Regions from separate parts of the Mus musculus genome. Here all the other regions are linked to region 3. The links are chromatin contacts, called in public Hi-C and promoter capture Hi-C maps. All regions are on one chromosome and are shown on one strand. Each heading gives the region's core, a stretch centred on a gene start, on an enhancer-like site or on the middle of the called end of the contact. The rest is flanking DNA. Distances are from core to core; before and after follow the strand shown. Region 1 overlaps Xpo4 (exportin 4). Region 2 overlaps Il17d (interleukin 17D). Region 3 holds the start of Gjb2 (gap junction protein, beta 2). Region 4 holds the start of 1700039M10Rik (RIKEN cDNA 1700039M10 gene).

Region 1 (2,771 bases), core at 40-2,539, 500 kb after region 3:
CTCTTGATTGTATCAAAAAACTAGAGCTGGTGAGATAGCTCAGTGGTGAAGAGCACTGACTGCTCTTCCGAAGGTCCTGAGTTCAAATCCCAGCAACCACATGGTGGCTCACAATCACCTGTAATGAGATCTGACGCCCGCCCTCTTCTGGCTCTGTCTGAAGACAGCTCCAGTGTACTTAGATATAATAATAAATAAATCCTTGAAAAAAAAAAAGCCAAACAAAAAACTGCCGTAGGAGTTGGAGAGATGGCTCAGGAGTTAAGAGCACTGTCTGCAACTCAGTTCAATTCCCAGCACCCTCATGGTGGCTCACAACCATCTGTAATGGGGATCCGATGACCTCATCTGGTGTGTCTGAAGACGGCTGCAGTGTAGTCACATATATACAATAAATAAATCTTTTTTAAAAAGTAACTGTAATGCTCATGAAAGTACAGTCAACAAAAACACATGGCACAGTCTGTTTCTGTTTCTGTCTCTGCCTGTACTGTGCAGTATGGCAGTGGCTCAGATGAGCATGATCCAAGTATGTTACATACACACGTGAAAATTACTCTTTATAGTTAATATACACTGTGCTTTTTTAAAAAAGGAAAAACAAAACACAGATGAAAACCAAAGCACAATGTTGGTTATAAACAATGGGAACAATGGTTCTATTCCTTCTATAATTTCCTCAAATACGAAGAGCTAACATTGGAATCCTGAAGTGAATAGGATCCGTTCTTCCCATAGAAACATCTGTGGCTTGTTTATATACTTAACAAGGCGTGTGCTTTGCAGACATCATTTGTCAAGTCTTAACAGTTTATCTTGCCAAAACAAACAGACTGGTAACATATCTAAAAGGACTTAGGAGTAGCACCCTCTGATCTAGTCTCAAAAAGAAAAACAGGATATTTTAAAGACCTACTATCGTTTTTTCTAAGTACATATTTAAAACACGAATCAAAATGTAAAAGTCTTTTTAAAAAATTTAAAACCTTGTACTCGTATTATTAAAGGAATTCTCCATAATGCCTCCGTTTAACCCTGCTATTAGGATGATCTCAAGTAGAATACACAAGACCTTATACACTGGATGGTGATTTAAAATAAAGACTGAGCTTCTTAGAAAAAACAAAGTTTTGGTTCCCTCTGTACACTAATAAAGTAACTCATCAGGCAAAGTGTGAGAAATCTGGTTGATGACAATTGGCAACTGGATCTTCCAGTCTAATCCCAGAGACGTGAAACCCAAGCTAGTGCTTTTTCATAACACCTTGGCTCTGTTCCATGGCCACTCTGGCCCAGATCCAGAGCCTGCTGGCAGCATGTGGACAGATGACTAAGGGGACCAATCTAGACTCTATGTGCTCATGCTCTGAGCACTGTCAGGCCTAGTGCCAGAAGGGCTTTGGAGAGGGGCTTAGAGCTTATGGGACCTACTTGACCCCACTTTACTCCATTTGAATATGAAGAGGGGAGTAGAAATCAAAACATGATTATCAGCACTGCTCCCTCTGCCTATAACTAGCCTGGAGATGGAGAGAAGTGAGGATGCAGAGCTTCAGACACAGAAAAAAGGGACATTTATGCTTTAATAATTTTGAGTATATACTCCCCAAAATAGTGAAATGACAGGATTCTGTTCTGATCTGGTCCCTTTCTGACAATGAAAATAATTTCAGTGACCAAAGCCCAACATCATTCTATAATTCCAAATACAGGACATTCTGGGAAGGGAAGATTATAGAGACCATAAGAGTAGTATGTCTCAATATGTGGTGCACACATTCAAATTCCATCATTTGGGAGGCAGGGACAGAGAGAGAGAGGAGAGAAAGGAGGAGAGGAGGGAAGAAAGGAGAGGGGAGGGGAGGAGGGAGGAGGGAGGGAGAGAGGGAGGGGAGGGGGAGAGAGAGAGAGAGAGGAGGAGGAGGAAGAGGAGGAGGAGGAGAGGCAGGGAGAATGATGTTATCACCCAGTAGTTGCCATAGCCTGGTGTAGAAGAATGAACAGACGAAGCACACAGAATTTTTACAGAAGGCAAATACTCTATAGGGTAAGATATATGCCATTATGCATTTGTCCAAATCCAAAAAACTTATACCACCAGGAGGCTGGACATGGTGGCAAATGCCTTAAACCTAGCACTTGGGAGGTAAAGACAGAAACAGGTAGATCTCTGTGAGCTCTAGCCTGGTGAACATAGCAAGTTCCAGAACAGTTAAGACTATATAGAGAGACACTGTCTAATAATAACAACAGTAATAATAATAACACAAATTTAGAGCACCAGAAATGAGCCCCGCGGAACCCATGGACTCTGAGTGACAACCATGAATCAATGCAGGTACAGCAATAACACAGATACCACTCTAATATAGGCTTAATGGAGCAGATGATGATAAGGAGGGAAAAGTGTATGAGATCATCCTGTGTTTTCACTCTGAACCTAGAGGTGCATTATTAAATATAGTGTTTACATTGCTACCCATCTATATAAACATAATATCAGATATTTTGAAAGTAGACTAATAAAGACTAACTTGCTTGTTGTTACAAACTTGCTTGTTATCTGCAAACAACTCCACATCTATCCCTAATAGTAATGATACCATGCACAACCCATCCCTCTGTACTTTCCCCCACAGTGAGCAAATAACCACTGCCAATTCCAAAGTCGTCCATGAAATCAGAAAGCACTTCCTTCTTTTTTAAGAGAAGATCTCTTTATGCAGCCCTGTAAGCTTGTTATGTAGATCAGGCTGACCTTAATTTCATAC
Region 2 (2,768 bases), core at 11-2,510, 440 kb after region 3:
CATGGCATGTGTGCTCTGAGTGGAGGGAGGTCTATTTTGTTGGCAAGTGCCCTCGTTAGTAGTAAGGAGAAAGCATGTCCTTGGATGGGCACTGACTGCAGGCATGGCATGCCCACTGCCCCCTCCCTCACATCCCCAGGCTAGAACAGAAAGATCTCCAAGCCTGTCCCCTCTCCATCTCTCCATCCTGCCTCCATTTTCTTCACTATACTCAGAGGCTACTGTTTGGTGCATAGTGGGTCTTCAGATGTGTCTGACTCTCGACATGTTAGCCAAGGTCAAAGCCGTGACGATGGATATGAGAGTCTCTAGAACTCTGCCTAGAGGAAAGAAAAGACCTATAAGGGATTGCCTGTGTTCTGGTTGGATAGGTTAATGGACGTGAATTTAGGCACATAGAAGTCTCACAAGCAGTGGGGATAACCCTTGCTTCTGCAAGGGGACAACCAAGAAGGGTCCCAGGTTCCTCCTGATGACCCCCTGGGTTTCTGTAGCTGTGTAGGTGGCTTCTGTAAGAGCAGGCTCTTGTTCTGGGGGTTGATTTTTATCTCCAAGTGAGCCACCGTTGTAGCTTTCCTGAGATTTGGCCATAGGCTGACCCGGAAGTACTTACATTTGGCATCTGAGTTGAAACTTGCAAGAGTTGGAGAAAAATCAAAGTGATGGAATTTAACCCATCATTTTCACTTTTCAAATATCCCTGGCCTGCCAGCTCTCTGTCCCCTGCTGTATGTTGCTTTAGCTCCTTTAGAGAGCTTGCATCTGGACAGAGTCACCTCATGGCCTTTTGCACATGTAGGGAACACATGTAGACCTGCAGAGCCTGGTAGGCTTGGAAGTTGGCATTTGGATTTTGACAGCGGGTAGTTTTACGGGCACTCAGGGATAGAGGTTCATGCGGCCTTCAGCATCTGAAATGATAGAGGTCACGTGCCATGGCAGCATAATCTTTTCCCGGTCGGGGCTCACAGCCTAGTGTTCCAGATAGGCCCTTCCAGAGTGCTTACTGCGGATTGCATTGTCAGATCCAGCCTTCTCAGGCCTTCTTCATTTGGCCAGGCTTGCTATGTAACCCAAGCTGGCCGCGAACTCGCAGTGATGCTCCTGCTGCGGCCTCACTCTCTCGCTCTGTCTGCAGGATTTCCTACGACCCTGCTCGCTTTCCGAGGTACCTGCCCGAAGCCTACTGCCTGTGCCGAGGCTGCCTGACCGGGCTCTACGGGGAGGAGGACTTCCGCTTTCGCAGCACACCCGTCTTCTCTCCAGCCGTGGTGCTGCGGCGCACAGCGGCCTGCGCGGGCGGCCGCTCTGTGTACGCCGAACACTACATCACCATCCCGGTGGGCTGCACCTGCGTGCCCGAGCCGGACAAGTCCGCGGACAGTGCGAACTCCAGCATGGACAAGCTGCTGCTGGGGCCCGCCGACAGGCCTGCGGGGCGCTGATGCCGGGGACTGCCCGCCATGGCCCAGCTTCCTGCATGCATCAGGTCCCCTGGCCCTGACAAAACCCACCCCATGATCCCTGGCCGCTGCCTAATTTTTCCAAAAGGACAGCTACATAAGCTTTAAATATATTTTTCAAAGTAGACACTACATATCTACAACTATTTTGAATAGTGGCAGAAACTATTTTCATATTAGTAATTTAGAGCAAGCATGTTGTTTTTAAACTTCTTTGATATACAAGCACATCACACACATCCCGTTTTCCTCTAGTAGGATTCTTGAGTGCATAATTGTAGTGCTCAGATGAACTTCCTTCTGCTGCACTGTGCCCTGTCCCTGAGTCTCTCCTGTGGCCCAAGCTTACTAAGGTGATAATGAGTGCTCCGGATCTGGGCACCTAAGGTCTCCAGGTCCCTGGAGAGGGAGGGATGTGGGGGGGCTAGGAACCAAGCGCCCCTTTGTTCTTTAGCTTATGGATGGTCTTAACTTTATAAAGATTAAAGTTTTTGGTGTTATTCTTTCATATTTGAAAGCCACTGGTCTTAATTTGTGGCAAGAGGCGGGATGTGACATCTTAGCCAATTCTCAGGGAGCCCCAAGCACAGATGGGCCGAAGTTGACGGGCTTTTGGATCCAGCCAACCCTGAGAAGGAGGAAGAGGGAGGACCTAGTCTCCGGTGTTAAACTGTGAACTTATTCTCATTTAGGTGTGAAGTCTGCGCCTCCCTCTGCACATTCTTTTGCAGTCACTAAAACAACAGTGGCTGAGGGATTCCCTGGCTGTGTACATTCTATTTCTTTCCAGATTTTGCTTTTGTGAACATGTTTGGACTGTTCGGAGGGAGCCCAGGCCTTCGGACATCCTAAGTAGGATCTCTATCTGTGAGCCACACCCTCTCCTGACTCATTGTCAGAAAAAAAAGTCCTCAGGGAGGTCTCTAGGTCACTGCAGATGTGCCCAGTGGGGGATCTGTCTCCTGCACTCATCACTACACCTGTTTGCCTGTCACAGGCTCCTTGGTGCCACCATCTGGCAAACCTACCAGTGACCCAAAACAAGTCCCATTGACCTTCAGTTGGAACTTCCAGAACTGTGAGCCCAAGTGCACCTTTGCTCTAAATACTTATCTCAGGCACTGTGCTAGAGCCACAGGAAGCTAACACGCTATCTCTTGGATGCTCAGTTCCCGTTACCAAACTCTTGAGCAACAACTGTGGACAAGACACAGGCTCTTTCTTAAACTAAGACAGGAGCTGCCGGAACGGAATTGGTCTGCCGCGTGCGGGCTTTCTTCCGGGCCGCGTTTCTCATCTGGGAAG
Region 3 (2,854 bases), core at 155-2,654:
GTGAAATCGTCAATATTCAACTGTGGTGTAGGAGGTGATTTCCAGGCTGGCCTTAGGACTAGGTCACACGCAGGTCCCTACCTGGCATGGGACACCTGGAGATTGCCTTGAACCGGTGAATCATTCGCTCCTGAGTAGAAGGGAGCTTCTCCATGTTTATAGTATATACTGCATATGACCCTTATTTGCCTTAAAGGATACTTCGGGGAGCTGGTGGACTGCCTCTAGATGCTGACCCCACCGCACCCTCCACCCTTCTCATAATTCACTGGCTTTGCCCATAGTTCCCAAAGGACTCCGGGGTAAGTGTAGCCATGACTGAGCCAGGCTTCTCAGGACAATCCCGTGGACCTGAGCAATGGGTCCCATTTAGGCCTACGCTCCCTTCCCTTCCATTGAGGCAGCACCAAGGGGCTGATGCAATTGTCCTAAGGGACAAGTTTCTCAGCAGCACGCCATCTGTGAACCTGTGCCTTCCCTTCCAGCTGTAACGTCCCGCCTGGACGCAAATCCTTAAAAAGCATTTAAGGAAAGAAAAAAAAAAAAAGCAATCAAAATCTCCACCCGAGTGCAGGTTGGGGTTCCCCAGCTCGCGGGAGCGGCTACGGCCGCGCGTTTTGGGCGGTCGCCCACGTCACCCCAGTGCTTTAGGTGGTAAAGGTCAGTGTCTTCCCACGGAGGCTTCCTGCTTAACAAATGAAACTGAGTTTTCCTGCTCAGCTTTCGGTTAGCTAAAAACTTTTCAATGGCGGCAGACAACGCAGCCAGGAGGCCTCGGGAAAATTCTAGCGAAGGAATACTGGCGACACGTCGCAGTCGTGCGCGGAACAGCCTGGCCCCCGCGTCCCTCCCCACCCCGCGCTGTGCGGGACCTCCCGGCTCAGGCTGTGCGCGGCGGTGAGAGCAGCCGGCTCCAACCCCGAGCCGGGCCAGACGCCTGCAGCCGAAGAAACGCGTTCACAGCTCGGGTCCCTATGCACGGGTGGCGGTGGCCCGTAGGGACCGCGCAGCGCGTTCCGGCCTCGGTTTCCCAGGACCGTGGCGGCCCGCACCCCTCCTCGCACCTCACGCGTCCCTACTGGCTGAGTCTCGCGCCCCAGCCACCGTGGGGCGTTGCGGTCGGGGGCGGGTTACACCAGTGTGACTCGGTGGCGCGGATTGGCGGTCGCACCTGTGTCCGGAGGAGCGTGCAGCGTTGGGTGGCGGGAAGCGGCGAGGCGCTGTCCCCGGTAAGGAGCAGGTCTGAAGCGGGTCCCGGGGCCGCTCCTGGGTTGGTCCGAAATGGGTCGCCGGCTGATCCTGTGCTGGTCGCCGCGGGTCCCGGTGGAGGCTGCGCTCAGTGGACTGGAGCGCCGCCGACTGGCTGCGAGTTGGGAGAGCGGAGCGCGCCGCGCGCTGCGATCCTGGACACCTGTTGGCCGCGGCGCCTTTTAACCAAAGCCCTCACCCCGCCTCTCTCACCCTGGAGCGATTGAGAAAGTTGCGGAGGAGGCGGCTCCCAGTAGCCCGCCACCCCCAGCGCCACGGGCGGGGCTCTCCGGGCACCCAGAGCCGTCAGGGCCCGCCGAGTCGCGAGCTCTCCTGGAGCCTAGGTCACTCCCCACCCCACTCCGCCCCACCCCACCCCCAGCTCTCTTTGAGCTCAAGGCTCTTCCAGTGTCCTGTCCCGAGCGCAGCCTGAACAGAGCTGGTAGACCTGTGTCTTCACCCAGGACGCAGGTCGCAAAGCTCCAAGTCCCAGCTACTCGCTTTTGGGGGATTGGGTGATGTTGAAAGAGAGTTGATGTTGCTCTTACTACTCTCACTAGTGGAAAGTGTGCTGTTATATTCGAAGCTTCGCTGTAGTAATATTATATATACTTGTGTGTGTGTGTGTGTGTGTGTGTGTGTGTGTGTGTGCGTGTTAGATAAACGGACGGTACAGTTTTGTGTTGGCCTGCAGCTTCCAGTAGCGCACAGGAGACTCCTCTCCCGTAGTGCAGTGAGCTGAGGCATCTAGAATTCGGGTTCAAGGCAGACTAACAGAGGGCGCCGCCAGGGCTGGCCAAATTCTGGCTTCTATTTCTTTGAATTCCCGATTTAATTCGATCACTTTGAACAGGGTGCCAGTGGCTAGGACAGAAGAAGATGTAGAGGTGCGTCTCCAGGGCTGGCCTGGAAGTGGACTTGTCACAGTCTCTGGAGGGTTCTCTGCCTGTGCCCCCGCTCTCTGTGTCCTCTTTTCCACAACTGAAAGCATTGCAAGGAAGGGGCACCCAGATTCTGCCGGTGCAGGGGATGCGGAAGGGGGGGGGGAGCAGAAGAGGTTAGGCAAGCCCATCCCTCTTGGAGTCCAGGATGCTGGGAAGACCTGGGCAGCCTGCATCTACCTCTCTCCGCCAAGCTGTTCGTGGGTTTTGAGGGCTCGGTGTTCCACATTGCTTGGCTGTCTGGATAGTTTTGAGAGGAGTTACGGTGGACATTCACAAGAGCTAGCTACGCTTTGGGATACCTAGGCCAGCTAGCTTCACCTTACTACTTGCAACCCGAGTCCTACAGCTGCCAGGTTTGGAATGAAAACGGCACATCCCCACAAAGTTCCTTCAGATTAGCTTTACACGCAGTGAAGAGACTGATTCATTCTGACAAGGCCCGTCTGGTCGAAGGATTGGCTTTCAATGAAAGGACCATGGCTGAAGGTACATGCTTTCCCTGTAAAGCTGGCACATTGCCGCGGGCAGACCTGACTGCTCTTGCTTGGGCAGAGGAAGGTTGCACGCTCGCTTGCTACTACCCCCACCTCCTTTCTAACTGTAAGTCTTAGTCTAAGAGGGAGTGTCTCTAAGGAAGAGAGCCTCGGATCTGTGTCCAGCCC
Region 4 (3,160 bases), core at 160-2,659, 470 kb after region 3:
GGCCTTGCCTTGATAGGAAAAATGGAAATGGGGTTACAGGAAGATGGGACTACCGTGGGGAAAGGGTCAGCAGCGGCAGCAGCAGCAGGGATTCTTCATTTCTATAAAAATCTTCTAGTTCTAGTCGGGCGTGGTGGTGCACGCCTTTAATCCCAGCACTCAGGAGGCAGAGGCAGGTGGAGTTCTGAGTTCGAGGCCAGCCTGGTCTACAGAGTGAGTTCCAGGACAGCCAGGGCTACACAGAGAAACCTTGTCTGGAAAAACAAAAAAAAACAAAACCAACCCCCCCCCCAAAAAAAAAACCCAAAATCAAAACAAACTTCTATTCCCATGCATCAGATCTACGAAAGCAACAACAAAAAACTAACAATACTGTATGTCAGAGTATCTAAGTACCTTCTCCAAGATATTTAGGTCAAGAGAGTTTAAGCCAGCAGAAAGAGAATGAAACAAAGTTTCTTTCCAGAGTCGTTAGTAAACTGCAGGAAGGGTAGCTGTACTAGTAGGCGAATAGAATGACCTGTCAAGTATGCTCAACCTGCGGCTCAGAGACAGGCACCCACAGTCACTAGAAATGACATTGTTCTCAACTTGTTTGTTCCCTGAGCGTGAACTCTGTAGATGACAATGCCTGGCAGATATTCTCTAAGTAATCTTATTGATTCAAGACAGTTGTGTTGCCTTGGCTGTCCTAGAACTTGCTCTATCTATCTACCTATGAATGAATGATAGGATTTCTTTGTGTAGCCTTGGCTGTCCAGGAAAATTCTCTGTAGACCAGGCTGGCCTTGAACTCAGAGATCTGTCTGCCTGTGCATCTCGAGTGTATAAAAATCGTGTGCTTTCATTTTCATACAAGTCTCTGCCTGAGGGAAGTCCTTCACTTCCTAAATACTGTTTATTATTTAAAGAAAGATTGTTGGGTGTGGTGACACGGGAAAAATGAGGGATCAATGAGTCTGAGTTCGAGGCCAGCCTGGCTATACAGTGAGACCATCTCAAAATAATAAATCCCACCATGACCTGAGATAAAACTTGCACAGAGAAAGCAAGCCACAAACACACAACAAGGTAAGTTTGGATGAACAGCCCGGCCAGCCAAACCCCATGCTAAGGCTCAAGGCTTCCTCGTGTCCATGCATATATATCCCTTCCCCAGGCACCATTCCGACCGGACCACTAAGGACTTGTTTCCGGCTCAAGATGTCCAAGAAGAAGGACCCCGCAGAGACGAGGCCCCTACTGGGAAAGTCTCCAAGGGTCAGTATGGACCCGGTTCGGAACCCACCCAAAACATCCCTTGACCCTCCGCCGCCACACTCCGTGGCCGCCACTCACCACTGACGCATGCGCAGTCGTCACAGTGCGGGGGTGGGGTGAGGGTTGGCGGGGACCTCCGCGTTTGCGCTGGTGCAGACCAGACGGTGGGAGCCAATGAGCGTCTAGTCCCGCCCAGTCAGCTTCCGGCTTCTACAACCCAGGTTTTAATTAGGTTGCGGTAGTCTGGCTGTTTGGTACTTTGGAGTCAGTCTTAAACCTTTCAAACCAATTAGTCTTTCAGAGCTTTCAGTGTTGAATTCACAGTATATGAACACATATTTTACCAATCTATCATGGTAGCTGGCACACAGTTTTCCTTAATCAAAACTAATGCTCCCTTTGATTCGGCAATTCTTAAATCACATGTAATCTTTTCTTTCCCAGGGACAGGCAAACTTCACTATGTTCCTGCTGTTCGGTTCTCTCTTTATCGATTTCCTGATCTGGCTGAAGGGCTTTAAATCACCGCTCAGATGCTGACGCCACTCAAAAAGCAGCTTGATAATGAACTGTCACAATTTCTACATACAGTAGTGTTTCGTCTGTAGAAACCCATACTTCATTTTGATTTCGATTTCTCTAAACGAATGACTACTCTATTAAACCAAATAGATCAAATCAAGTGTAACTTATCAAAATGGCAATCAAGAAAAAAAAACTATTGAAAAGGAAGAAACCATCTACTTATAAGACTCAAAAAAACCTGTTTTAAAGCAAACTATTTTGCACCTAATTTTTTAAAGCTTCCATTCCTTTTAAGTATGTATGCCACAATGATTATCTTCGTGTATTCAATTATATGCTATTTTTAAATATTAAAGTGTCTGAAGACACAAGAAAGCTCTACCTTTTTGGTTTTTTTTCAACAAGAGTTTCTTGATGTAGTTCTGGCTGGCCTGTATACATTGTAATTAAATGTTTCTCACAGATCATAAAATTAGTATCAAAGACAAACTAGTCTTTATTGAAGTGAAAAAGTTTTTCAGTCAAATTGGATCCAAAAGATGCTTTCAAATCACATTTTTTTTTAATAATTATTTATTATATGTAAGTACACTGTAGCTGTCTTCAGACACTCCAGAAGAGGAAGCCCGATCCCATTACAGATGGTTGTGAGCCACCATGTGGTTGCTGGGATTTGAACTCAGGACCTTTGAAAGAGCAGTCGGGTGCTCTTACCCACTGAGCCATCTCACCAGCCCCCCACATTTTAATTAAGGAATTATTTCTTTTATATTTAGTAATGGTGCTGAGAGAATACCTTGGAAGATCTCTTAAGATAGAAATATGTGGTCCTGGGTCCCTAGTGGTCAGGGGAGACAGGTAATTCTCTGTGAGCTTAAGGTTTAGACTACACAAGTTTATGGAGAGCAGGACTACATACGAAGACTCTGTCTCATAAAAACAACAAACTAACAGACTAACTAACTAACTGAGTTTTTCTTTTTCTTATTTATTTTTTGTGTTGGGACCAAGTTGAGTCTCCAGCTTTAACCTTTGAAGTAGAAAGGACTGGCAATTCCACAATGCTTGGCCCTTTAAAAAAAATATATATACACACACACACACACACACACACACACACATATATATATATATAAAATATATCACATATTACTGAAACATAAATCTGGACTTCACCATTTGAGAGCTTTACCACAAAATTATTCAAATCACCCTAAATATGAAGCAAAGTGAGATCTCTAGAATTCTAGTCCAACAAGATGCTAGACTGAATTGAAGGAAATCCTATTAAGATGTTAACTTCACACAAATTAAAAATAATTAGAATTATCAATCAAAACAAAATAAGATTTGATATGAACTAGTCATAAGTTAG

Evidence for each region. Promoter capture Hi-C pulls out the DNA fragments that hold promoters and counts their contacts. Hi-C and Micro-C count contacts between places; a contact is called where the count stands out from the background.
Region 1: a contact with region 3 is called in a Hi-C map of neural progenitor cells, with 1.7 times the contacts expected there. The contact joins the enhancer-like site here to the promoter of Gjb2 in region 3. A contact is called at or near these places in 5 of 39 promoter capture datasets (the 3T3-L1 cell line, cranial neural crest, frontonasal cranial neural crest and 2 more), 5 of 484 Hi-C or Micro-C datasets (cerebral cortex, nephron progenitors, neural progenitor cells and 1 more) and 1 of 115 datasets of contacts at active chromatin or transcription factors (astrocytes).
Region 2: a contact with region 3 is called in a promoter capture Hi-C map of embryonic stem cells, with 5 read pairs. The contact joins the enhancer-like site here to the promoter of Gjb2 in region 3. A contact is called at or near these places in 4 of 39 promoter capture datasets (the 3T3-L1 cell line, cranial neural crest, embryonic stem cells and 1 more) and 1 of 9 other capture datasets (embryonic stem cells).
Region 4: a promoter capture Hi-C map of liver shows a contact between it and region 3, with 4 times the contacts expected there. The contact joins the promoter of 1700039M10Rik here to the promoter of Gjb2 in region 3. A contact is called at or near these places in 5 of 39 promoter capture datasets (cranial neural crest, embryonic stem cells, hippocampal neurons and 2 more), 1 of 115 datasets of contacts at active chromatin or transcription factors (astrocytes) and 1 of 9 other capture datasets (pancreatic islet).

Annotation. Positions count from the first base shown.
Region 1 is chr14:57,606,377-57,609,147 of GRCm38.p6, forward strand. The region is part of intron 9 of Xpo4 (exportin 4); the gene reads right to left. Among named protein-coding and RNA genes, the nearest start is that of 1700039M10Rik, 36 kb to the left of the region's middle. Within about 2 kb of position 1,290, at least 111 of the 459 cell types and tissues checked have an H3K27ac peak or open chromatin away from gene starts, as enhancers often do. A contact at or near this core is called in cerebral cortex and neural progenitor cells, where this site is marked.
Region 2 is chr14:57,541,196-57,543,963 of GRCm38.p6, forward strand. Il17d (interleukin 17D) reads left to right here. Exons shown (of 3, transcript NM_145837.3): 3 at 1,139-1,971. The coding sequence ends at 1,445. Among named protein-coding and RNA genes, the nearest start is that of Il17d, 18 kb to the left of the region's middle. Within about 2 kb of position 1,261, at least 23 of the 459 cell types and tissues checked have an H3K27ac peak or open chromatin away from gene starts, as enhancers often do. A contact at or near this core is called in embryonic stem cells, where this site is marked.
Region 3 is chr14:57,103,298-57,106,151 of GRCm38.p6, forward strand. It overlaps Gjb2 (gap junction protein, beta 2), which reads right to left and starts at 1,405. Exons shown (of 2, transcript NM_008125.3): 1 at 1,172-1,405. Gm32912 (a long non-coding RNA gene) reads left to right here and starts at 1,368. Exons shown (of 5, transcript XR_383459.4): 1 at 1,368-2,854.
Region 4 is chr14:57,570,205-57,573,364 of GRCm38.p6, forward strand. 1700039M10Rik (RIKEN cDNA 1700039M10 gene) reads left to right here and starts at 1,410. Exons shown (of 2, transcript NR_152103.1): 1 at 1,410-1,481; 2 at 1,705-2,164. Eef1akmt1 (EEF1A alpha lysine methyltransferase 1) reads right to left here and starts at 1,378. Exons shown (of 5, transcript NM_026526.3): 1 at 1,339-1,378.